Regions from separate parts of the Rattus norvegicus genome. Here region 2 is linked to region 1. The links are chromatin contacts, called in public Hi-C maps. All regions are on one chromosome and are shown on one strand. The core of a region is the stretch at or near the end of the contact, and the rest is flanking DNA. Distances in the headings are between cores, read along the strand shown.

Evidence for each region. Hi-C and Micro-C count contacts between places; a contact is called where the count stands out from the background.
Region 2: a contact with region 1 is called in a Hi-C map of psoas muscle, with 2.2 times the contacts expected there. The contact joins two enhancer-like sites. A contact is called at or near these places in 2 of 12 Hi-C or Micro-C datasets (the A7r5 cell line and psoas muscle).

Annotation. Positions count from the first base shown.
Region 1 is chr5:101,816,910-101,822,615 of GRCr8, forward strand. All of the region lies in intron 11 of Nfib (nuclear factor I/B), which reads right to left. Among named protein-coding and RNA genes, the nearest start is that of Nfib, 200 kb to the right of the region's middle. Within about 2 kb of position 2,707, at least 23 of the 93 cell types and tissues checked have an H3K27ac peak or open chromatin away from gene starts, as enhancers often do.
Region 2 is chr5:102,123,539-102,129,432 of GRCr8, forward strand. No RefSeq gene overlaps it. Among named protein-coding and RNA genes, the nearest start is that of Trnah-gug10, 6.7 kb to the right of the region's middle. Within about 2 kb of position 4,258, at least 8 of the 93 cell types and tissues checked have an H3K27ac peak or open chromatin away from gene starts, as enhancers often do.

The DNA of each region.
Region 1 (5,706 bases), core at 1,457-3,956:
CTGAAGCCTGAACTCTTGCCCAACTGTACACAGAAGCAGCCCAGGCAGCAGAAGCCCAGGTCTTAGCCACAGGATTAGAGTCCTGGAATCTAAATGCTTCCCGGTACTCTTTACTTTAGCTTTCTCTGTGAAAAACATTTCAACTTCATGTCCCTGTATTTCTACTGCAGGTGAATTTTACATGCCATCCCATGGTGTATCAGGTGAATTTTACATGCCATCCCATGGTGTATCAGGTGAATTTTACATGCCATCCCATGGTGTATCAGGTGAATTTTACATGCCATCCCATGGTGTATCAGGTGAATTTTACATGCCATCCCATGGTGTATCAGGTGAATTTTACATGCCATCCCATGGTGTATCAGGTGAATTTTACATGCCATCCCATGGTGTATCAGGTGAATTTTACATGCCATCCAATGGTGTACAGCTGACACTTGCATCCATTAGAACTCCCGAACAAGAATAATTCTTGAGTCCAATGTCCACATTCGTAACTGTGATTTATTTATGCAACGCTAGCTGTTTTCCAGCTGACAGTAATACCATCTTTGTTTAATGTATGTGCAGATGTGGATGTATGACTGTAATTTGCTTTCGAGCCCCCTTTTACCAGGGGCCAAAGTGAAAGTGAAATATACTGCGTGCTGTATACAGGTCCTGGATTTCTTTGATTTATTTTTCCCATTTTTAATGATTGTTATCACCATCCGAATGATCCTATTTGCATGCAAGATGATTTCTAATGATGATAACTATTTGTAATAGTCTACACCAGAAAGATCCCCAGCTAGCTCTTACCTGCTTTGCAAAGGACCCCAGGGGGCTCTCTGGGAAACACCAAATATCATAAACTGCAGGTGGCTTGTAGAATGAGTCTAACTGCAAGCAATAGCACTTCATAGTAATGAAAGAGAAATGTATTTATTTCTTAACTAAGTAGGTAAATGGCCTTTTTTATTGTTAATCCTTGGGGAGCCACACTTAGGAAAATAACATCAAACGGAGGTTGTCAAACCTCGCTGGTTTATATTCGACTGTTTCAGATGGCTTTGCTTCTGGGCTATGCTGGATTGAAGGTTCACTTTCACATGCACAAGTGAAAGTATTTTCCAAGTTTTTTTTTTTTTTTTGTTCTTTTTTTTCGGAGCTGGGGACCGAACCCAGGGCCTTGAGCTTCCTAGGCAAGCGCTCTACCACTGAGCTAAATCCCCAACCCCAGTTTTTTTTTTTTTTTTTAAAGATATCATATATTAGAGAAGTTCTTAATCTGAGAGAGACTTCACAGAATATTGCCTTCACACGCGAACACTGCAGCTGTACAGGAACCTAGATCATCGCCACCCTCTGTTCTTCTACTAGGGAGGTCTACACATGAGGCTAGAAGGCCCTCCAACAAGGGAACCTGGGCACTTAAAAAGTCACAACATTTACTCGCTTACAACAGTTAAATGTAGATAGGATTTAAGAGGAAATTCTTCCCCTCAATCAGCAAATTAAAAGCATATTTTAAAAGCAATTTGATTTGATCTTGCTCATATTTTAGAGCTATAAACCTATGGTAGAAAATAATGAAGATTATTAATTATAGGACATACACGTGTATATATATATATATATATACACACACACACACACACACACTTATGAAGCTATGGGATGTTATTGCCAATTAAAAATATAAAGACACGGGGTTGGGGATTTAGCTCAGTGGTAGAGAGCTTGCCTAGCAAGCGCAAGGCCCTGGGTTTGGTCCCCAGCTCCAAAAAAACGAAAAGGAAAAAAAAAATATAAAGACACACAGGCCAACTGTAGTCATTTCCGTCCGTCCTCCCATACCATGGCATAGGGAAGCCCACATGTTGATTCTCAGCCTTCCTCTGGTCTGTATTCCTCTCCACCCCTGGGCTTCTTTTCAATGCTATTGTTACAAGGGTTACTGCTCCTCTTATTTGCATAAGTGATTCTTCAACTACAGACATTTCCCTGCAAAAAAAAAAAAAAAAAAAAAAAAAAAAAAAGTCCTCCGAAATAGTGCCTTTCACACAGAGGATCGCCAAAGGCATATTAAGTGAAAGAGAGTTGGTATAACAGCCAGGAGACTTTCTCACAAATGATTTCTCTTAAAAAGCAAACACTAGTATTATCTGTACAGTTTTGCTTCTAAAGGAGAGGACTTGTTTACAACAGAATTCTGAAGAGTAAGATGAAAAGAAGTTAAGAATTGTATTTAGGATGTTGGGCCTTTCACTGTGTTCGCATATGCAGGGAACTCCTACAATGAAGTAAATGAGGGAGAGAAAACTCACTTTCTATACTTTCTGATATGCTACAGAAATATTATTATTATTCACTATGTGGAAATTCAACAGGCTTTTGCCTTTACTTCTGTAACATTTCCTATAACATATATTCATTTCTAAGCTCTATTATTTAAATGCGACCCAATTCCCAATATACCTATTTCCAGCTCCTAGGTCACAACAATGAAGTAATGTGTGGGCTGCAATGGAGCTGACTTCCTCAGCAGAGAATGTGCGTGTTTACACGGTGCTTTGCATAAACCATCTTCAAACAAGGTCAGCATTTAGCACACTTCCTTTAGCTGCAAAGGGTTAACCAGTAAGGTTTGCATTTGAGAATGTTCTGAATCCTGCTCCTCCCTCTCTGGCTCTGCTGCCAAAAACCATCTGACAGGAAACGGAAGATTAAGTTTGTCCTACCTAGGCGAACAAAGACTGCTCTGAACAGGCTACCACTTTACTGCAGAGGGGGAACTTTTCTAATCCCACTGGCATCTGCAGTGCTGCTCTGAAAATAACATGGAGAAAGTTGTTCTCTTTCCTCTAACATCTTGTCCCTGGATCATCTCGTTTTGGTCACACTGTCCATCCAGAAAGGTTGACGGCAAAGCTCCAGACATAATCATGTGGAAAATGGACATTATTGATTCCTATGGCCCATTGTTCCCCCATGCTAAGTCCCTGAAGTTCAAGTTCAATCTGGAATTACATCATGTCTGGTTTCTCCTGGTTACCAGACGGCTTGAGACGTGACCACAGCTACAGAAAAAACAAACAGCCTTCTTCACGCTTCGGCTCCCCTATCGATTCAAACGTAAACTTTTTTTCTTTCTCTCAAGTATGCTTCAAGTATGGAGCATGGTTAATTTAGAGATTAAGCTCCAAATTAGATTATCTAATGGCATCTTAATGGAGTGCTGACCCATTTCCTGTGGGATGGCAGCATGCAAGTCTGGCTGGAATACAATTAATTTCTTAGGAAGTGTTCTGAAGAGTTTGTCTAGATAAAAAAGGAAACGTCCAGTTGGACAAATCTTTCTTTACAAATGGAGAAAGGTAGGTGAAAATTACACAGCTCTCAATGGCCAGATCGGGAGACACTGTGTGTTTGTTAAAAGCCATTTCGGATAATTTTAATAAAATGCTAACAACTTTAGGTTTTCTCTCCTGACAGGTGTCAAGTGACACTGATAAGAAGAGAAAGTCACTGCTTTCAAGAGACTGTTCAAAGTAACAGCAGCTAACCTGTTACCAAACACTGCCCTGCGCACCTTCCGATCTTGTCATTTTCAGCCTTGAACCAAAGACTCACCTATTTCTGTTAGTCCGGAGCAGTGCAAGGGCCCCAGAATGAGGACAAAAATCTGAACACTTTAGAGCTAACAGCTGAAAAGAAGATTCGGAGATGGAAATCTAGCTCTCCCCAGGAACTGCAGGGACAACCCAGCTGCCGGGACTGCAGGTTTGTGTCAGAATAAGAAATCCGGAGCAGAAGACTGAACCCGCAGTGAATGTGATTGTTGGGGGGAGGGCGGTAATGGGGAGAGGATGGGGAGGGGAACACCCATAAGGAAGGGGAGGGGGATGTTGGCCCCGGGAACCGGGAAAGGGAATAACATTCGAAATGTAAATAAGAAATATTCAAGTTAATAAAGAAAAAATGAAAAAGAAAAAAAAAAAAAGAAATCCTGAGCAGGAAATGCTAACCTAGGAGATGTGCAGAGATGGTCCCAATAATACTGATGTAAAAAGTAACTTAATTCTATAGGAACAGGACTGTGCACACACATGCCACTTATCTGTGTACGTAAACATACATATGTGAATGCAGGTTGCAACCTACTGAAAACTCTCCGTAAGTTTTTGGATTTTGGTCTTTTGAAAGAGAACATACATTTTATAAAGAAAGCAGTGTTTCACAATAACTACTGAGCATGAAATGCACACGGCTGCCCCTGCGCTTTACCCTCCTCCTGACCAGTCAGATCCAAATAACCTTTACTGGCTGCTAAACTTCTCTTGGGAAATCAAGCAACTCTCTGGAATTGCAGTAATAAACGACAATTTCTTACAAAAACATGTGTAAAGTAATGACAGGATGAAGCATTCAACTGAGAGGGGAACTGGGAACACACGTAACATGGTAACATGGAAAACCACTGGTAAAAGTCTCTTTGCCGTTCACTTGTGGCATAAGCAGGAAAAAACCTTCCAATTATTTCAGTAAAATCTTCATTTATTCATTATTCCAGGGGCTGAGCAAATGGTTTGTGTAAACATGGCCTTCAGTAACACGCTCCTGTTTACTTTAGCCATCTGAAGGCTTCTTCTGTTTATATAAGCCATCGGACACATACAACCACCCACTTCACCCAAAGGGGTGAAGGGCGAGGAGGGAAAATGAAACGATAAATCCAGTTTCTCTTTAGCATAAATCACCCATCCAGGGTTTTAAAGTAACTTCTGCTTATGTTACTCTTAGATTGTCCTTTAGCTTTCTTTTACACTCAATTACACTGGCCCTGGATCTGAAAGTGCAAGCAAGAGTCAGGCTAGGGGCTAAAGAGAGCAAGTGATGGCTCTCTGTTTGCACCCACAAAACTCACTTGTGCAAAAACAACAGGGCTTGAGCATGGAGGAGGACAAAGGACAAACACTGCAGTGCCCGGCTGGAGCGATCCAGCCCCTGTCAACCTCCTAGAAGGTGAAGCCACCTGTGTGGAAGCAGACCTCCAGCTTTTGACTGTCTACCCTAGCAACTAAGCGTTTGCTTAGCAGGAAATTCCACTTAGCGCATACACACACACACACACACACACACACACACACACACACACACACAGAGAGAGAGAGAGAGAGAGAGAGAGAGAGAGAGAGAGAGAGAGAGAGAGAAGGAGGGAGGGAGGGAGAGGGAGAGGGAGGGAGAGGGAGGGAGAGGGAGGGAGAGAGGGAGAGAGAGGGAGAGAGAGGGAGAGAGAGGGAGAGAGAGGGAGAGAGAGGGAGAGGGAGAGGGAGAGGGAGAGAGAGAGAGAGAGAGAGAGAGAGAGGGAGAGAGAGAGGGAGAGGGAGAGAGAGGAAGAGAGAGGGAGAGAGGGAGAGAGACTGGCTCATTAATGCTAAGGTCAAAGCAAGAAAGGTCCTGCAGATTGTAACCTAGGAGGAACCTAAGAGTCATTTGGTGCCAGAGGGAGTTTCTGAGCTGGGGTTGGATGTGGCAAGCAGATCTCTAGCTCACACAGGATGCACACAGCTCCCTGCCATTTTCAGCCCTCCAAAGAAGTTGCATCTGGCAGGGAAGCACGTGGAGATGGTAACTGGCCCAGGCAGGAAAGAAAGCAGAGAGGACAAACCAGGCGGCAACACACCCAATTCCAACAAAAGAAAACAGATCCAAATATGT
Region 2 (5,894 bases), core at 3,008-5,507, 310 kb after region 1:
AGGGGAAAAAAGGTGGGAAACAAATTGGAAGTAGACGCTCTTCTGATGCTTGCCCGTGCTTCCTTAATGAGGAAGGAACGTAGCAATGGGCACATTCAGGATTTTAAGGACAAAGAATCTTCAAGGTCCTTCACTCCTGAAGTTTGCAGATCGAAGGTTCCCGGGAGTTATAAACAAGTATCCTATGAGCAAATAAGTTTGGGAAACATCGTATCAAAATTCACAGAACGCATTAGCATATTAAAGGCTCCGATGGTTCCACATTAAATAAACTGAGTTAACTTTGTTTAACTCAGCATTCCCAAAACCTATTTGAGCTTGAAAACCCTGCCACAGTTTCCCCAGAGGCGACCAGCAGAGCTGCAGTCCTTGAGCTACTCAATTAGAGGACAAAGAGATACATTCTATTATCTTAAAAGTGGTATGCTCTTTGTAGATATTAAATATATGAGTGTAATTTCCTTCTCTAATCATTGTTACTGCTGCATCTTATGTACCATTGCCATAGAGATCACTGGCCCAGCAGCTGGGGGTAGATGAATTCTTGTCTGTTTCAGCAAGATGGGCTTTTTAGAGAAGGACAGGAGGGCTTTCTCTTTGTTCTTTTTGTTTTTTGTATTTTGATTATTTTATTGCTGAGTAAGTGCATCTGGGGATCGCAAAGCATTTTACACGAGAAATATCTAGGTAGAAAGGGACAGAGAGAGAAACTACATTTTTAGTGCTGGCAACATTTGAAGGATGCTTGAAGAGAGTGTGGAAAGCAGAAAATGAACTGATCAAGCCTTAGAGGGGTGACTGTCTGCAAAATAGGGATGCGAACTTGGAAAATACAGAGGCCAGAGTGGTTGGCTCCTCCCTAGAAGATGAGGTATGAACAGGCAGGGTTGATGTCTGGGATTCAGTTTCACAGCTTTTAATATGGTGTGGCTGTGGCATATACCCACTAGTTCCAACACCATCAGATGGTCAAGGTGAGAGTGGTAGAGTCAGCCTCAAAAGTCCAGGAGACCCCGACAAAGGAGAGTAAAGCCAGAGCACACTGCCTGCCACTCGTGGCCCTGTGAGACAGACTAGAGCCAGGGGTCTGTGTCCCACTCACTGTGTACCTGTGAGAACTGATGAATCCTGCCACCCATTCCTCAACGCTGTACTTTCTGAGAACTGAGGGAGACCCTGGGTCAATTGATACTGAACTGCATTTGGAAAGACAAACGATTAGCCATGTGGCGTATTTATATTTCTGGGTTGGAATCAAATGCACCCAGACGTTTTCTTAGTTATTTGCCCGCATACCTGTAGAGTGGGGGCTCACCAGGAAGGACAGAGAGATGAGAGGAAAAAAAAACTGTATTTTCTTTCGTATGCATGTGAGTTTCAGTTTGGAATTTTAGGGACTATTGTGTCCTGACTTGGGTATTCAGAGAACACTCGTTATGAGCCCAACTGTGGATTGTGAGATTGCCATCCTGTGACAATAGCTTAAATGGACATCTGTACTTTCCTGTTTATTGGGAAGGAGACAATTCCCTGCAGATGCCTAGTGTCAAACGCTATTTCCTCCCAAAACACAGAACAGCACCCAGTTTAACACACTCAATATACATCCAACAAACCTTCATTAAACTGAAAGAATGAAGGGATGAAATGTCCTAATCTCAGGACAATCTATGGGGATTTATCTCTATCTTTCCAGTTAGAGGAGAAAATGTGAAGAACTTTGGTTTACTCGAAGAGTACATGGCAGGCATGTCCTTTCTTCTCTCTCTCTCTCTCTCTCTCTCTCTCTCTCTCTCTCTCTCTCTCTCCACCTCTATTCAACTCTCTGCTTACCCCACTGTCTGAGTAAATGCTTTGAAGAAGTTGGCTGACAGAATACAGGAGTGGTCCAGTCTTTGAGCAGTCCCACCTCCTCCAGAACTGTAACTTGGGAACAATTTAAACTCAGCTTAAAGGGAAACAGAGCCTCCTGTTCACAGCTTGAGAGTGTTTGCGATCATGCCACAGATCCTCCTCTAGACTGCATGCTTGTCCCTTCTACGAGCAGAGCCTCTCTATAAGCAATGGGTCCTGTATTCTCCCAAGGATTTTCCTGTTCCTATGAGATGACGTGGTTTGTTCGATTATAGCAGCCCACCCACATGTCCAATTCGTCCTACAGACACTGAGCTCATTGAAAGCCTGTCTTTATTATTACGGTATAATGATACTTCCTACAGTGTGCACGGAGTGTATGGATCAAACCAGATACTTCTTGATTCCTTAAAAGCAGAAAAAAGGAACCATGCCTTGAATCCCAGCACTTGAGAGGTGAAGTTCTGTGAATATGAGGCCAGCCTGGTCTATAAAAAGGTTCTGGGGCAGCCAGAGCTACACAGAAACCCCGTCTCAAAGACAAAAAGGGAAGATGCTGCCCCGTGTGCGCCTCTGCCATGTCCTAGGCACTCAAAAGTATCCCCAGACATTAAGACAGCCCCTGAAGATGCAAATTGTTCCTGCTGCACAATGATGCCAAGAGTCCTTCAGGTCACACTGCATGAGAGCCAAGCTGAGACTGCAAGAGGGGACCAAGTCTCTTTCCTTCCTGTGCTCGTCACCCAAGAGCCAGAGCACGTGTTATCCAGTAGTTATCTCTGTAAAGACTGTTTCTCAGTCTTTTGGGCTCTTGGTAATAAAAGGAAGATTGCTCTAGGCTCCCAACTGGGGTTAAGTGGTTGTGCATATCTTTATCATTCTTGTGACCTGCTTTGTTTTTTTCACACTCTTTTACTGAATTGTGCCATATGAATTTTGTTTCTTTCGTTAGGGCAAAGATGTTACCTATTTCATCCAGTCGTCTAGCCTCTTTACTTGCCATTGTGCCTAGCATATTGTAATGGTGATAATTATAATAATTATAAGCCGTCGAGAAGGTCAACAGCTATGGGTGCTTGCTGAGCAAGCCTGACAACTTGGTTTGACCCCTGGAACCCACATAAAGGTGGAAAGAGAGAACTGACTCCACAAAATGCTTGTCTGACTTCCATAGCCACGCCATGGTGTGAGTGCCCAGGAATACACCATTCACACACACAATAATTTCAAAACCTAAAATCCAAGTTCTAGTAATGAGGGTAATAACAACCAAGGTGAGAATTTGCCTCCACACTGTCCTCTGTGCTGTTGTTCTATTAGCTCGGGCTGTCTACCCGTCCCCTCTGTAGGGTGTATTTGTCAGTTACATGGTGTACGTGGACAAAGAGACACAAGAAGAGACCAAATTATCTGCCTGTGATGGGTGCCCAGCTTGTAGTTTAAATAGAGGTGTCTGCCTGGGAGCTCAAATGTTTAGCAACTAGACAGCACCATGCTCCTTACTTTAGATAGCGTGGTAACTTTGGTGTTACCATCACTCTAGGAACTGGATTCATTGGAAGCAGACACTGCAGACTAGACAGAGGAGACTACGTTTCTCTAGTGCCCTGAGGGTGCTCCTAGCACAGCAAATAACGCACAAGTGTGCGAACTTGGTATTCGAGAAAGAGAAAGGTAAGGCTGTGCACCCAGGTGGAAAAAACCGAGGAGAGCACGGGACACGTGTAGCAGCTGACAGAAGTGCAGGATTCCAAAGAAACAGAAGCACTGTGTCTCAAGGAAATCTGGGGGTAGATTCTTTAGTGCAGTCTTGTCTCTGAGTAAGACTGGGCTATGGAAAGATCCAGACTTGACTCTGGTTTGGCAGGCAGTTAGTGAGGCTATGGTTGTTACGGCCTCTGCCTGTCTTTGGAATTCCTGGGGAAAGAAGAAAGCATAAATGGCTAGACCCAAGCTTGAAGGCAGCTGCAGCCAAAAATTCTGGTCAAAATTCCTCCTGGTTTGGATTTGGGGATCCGTGTGTTCACGAAATGACAAAGAGGAAAAGAGGAGGCAAGGGATGCAGCGACATAGAAATGGGAACAGGAGAATGTGAGAGGGGCTCCCAGCTGTCTGATTTGTGTGGTGTGATCCCTGACATGGCTCCGGCTCGGCGGGATTTATGTGGCTTCATTAATCACACTTTCTTTTGAAATGGTATTTTCTGCCTTGGAGCCTTTGAACATTGACATCCAAACACAATATATTCCTTTAAAATCACCTCTGGATAAAGACAACCTGTGGAGGTAATTTCCCCAGCTCCTAGGTGGGGTCTGTTTGGTTCTTAGATCTTGATGTAATGTGTGAAATTGGCCCCTCCCTGCCCAGACAGAAAGGAGTTCCTTGTCTCTGATCCACAACAAGCAGTGCCATCTAGTGGCAGTCTGCTTTTATCCTGGATAATGAGAAAAGGGCCTTCCAGCTCAGCAAGCGTTCCCAGGACTTGGAAAAAGCACCTACTTTTGCCATGCGGTTACACGACAGAGACAAGAGTGTCATAGAACTGCCACCAATCAAAGTCACTGAGTCCAGGGTAAGCCTTTTGTCGATGGGTTGTCAGCTTTTGAGGTCTGGGAAGTCCACACAAACCACACAGAACAGAGTTTCTTGGGAGGGGGAGGAGGGCAAGAGGGAGCATTCTTCCCAACTACATTTCGTCTTGTCTAACTTTAAAACTGCTCCTTGTTTGCTGATGAGCAAACCATAAAGAGGTCGTGTCTGAAGCCAAGCAGTGGAAGTAGCAGAGATGGGGCTAACCCAGGTCTCTCTACGCGTGCTTTCTGAATCTGCTTCTGTTGGAATTTCCCTTCCTGGAGGCCAACACCCCCAAATCTCCCACAGACTGTCAGCAACTGAATTATCAGTCCCACCTTAGAAGAACTGGGGGCCCTGTTAGGGTTTTTAGACTATGGTTCCCGTGGCTGAGATGCTGAGGGAGAAGTGGCCCAGGCTTTACTTCTCATTGCCCTTATCCTTGAGATTGAAGCACAACAGTTTGCTAGCCTTTTGCAAAGCCAACTGCTTCTCCTGGGGCGCCACACCTTAGGGCATCCTCGGGGCACCTGAGAAACAACCTTCTTGCTTCAGCACTGCTCCTTAAAAGTGAACTCTAGCTCGTCAGATCCTGTCTTAACAAATCATTTCCTATGGATCGGTGAGCTTTCATTGTGGAAAAATAAGTTTAAAATATAGTCTTCGTAACTGGAGAATAGAGAGTGGCTGAAAACAAGAAACTACATTTTTTTTAAAAGAAAAGTAGCTGATTTACTCGGGGTTGTTCAGAGTGTGACTTGGTCAGACAAATAAATGGAGATTTTCTTTGTTTCTGAAAGTTGACTGAAGTAGAAACAAAAATGTCATCCAGGGCTATAAAGCCTCTTCAGTGCAAGGCATCAACCATGGGCCCCAATGAAATAGCTCTGCTCCATTGTACGGCAGAAAGCAAGAGAGGAAGAATGTCTGGTTACAGCTGGCGGTAATGAAGTGAGGGTATGCAGCTCTGGATCTTTAACTGGTAGGTAACCGTATCGTGTTGTTTGAACAACCTTTAACAGACCACACAGACAGGCCAATGTGAGGGACATGAAGGTCTAGGTTACAGAGCAAATGAATATATATTTGGTCACAACTACTGGCCAAAGACACAGAAAATAAGAGAGTGCAGGATATTCAGCCCTCTAGTTATCATATCTTACACGTCCCTCTCCAAGGCCCAGGAATCATTGAGGAAGAAGGGCCGGAAAGAGTGTAGGAGTCAGAGGCAGTGGATGCTACAAGGACACATCAGGACAGCCGCACATTTAGACTTGCTGAGGTTGTGACGTCACACATAAGACCTCGGCCAGTCCAAGACACATTGAATGCCAGCACAGAGAGGTGAGTTAGGCATGAAATCCCACCCCTAGTCAAGAAGCTATTGGCAAGTCAGGGTTCTCCAAGAATATAACCCCCGATAAGACAACCACACTGTTCCAGCAAAGGTCACACATCTAAGAATAACT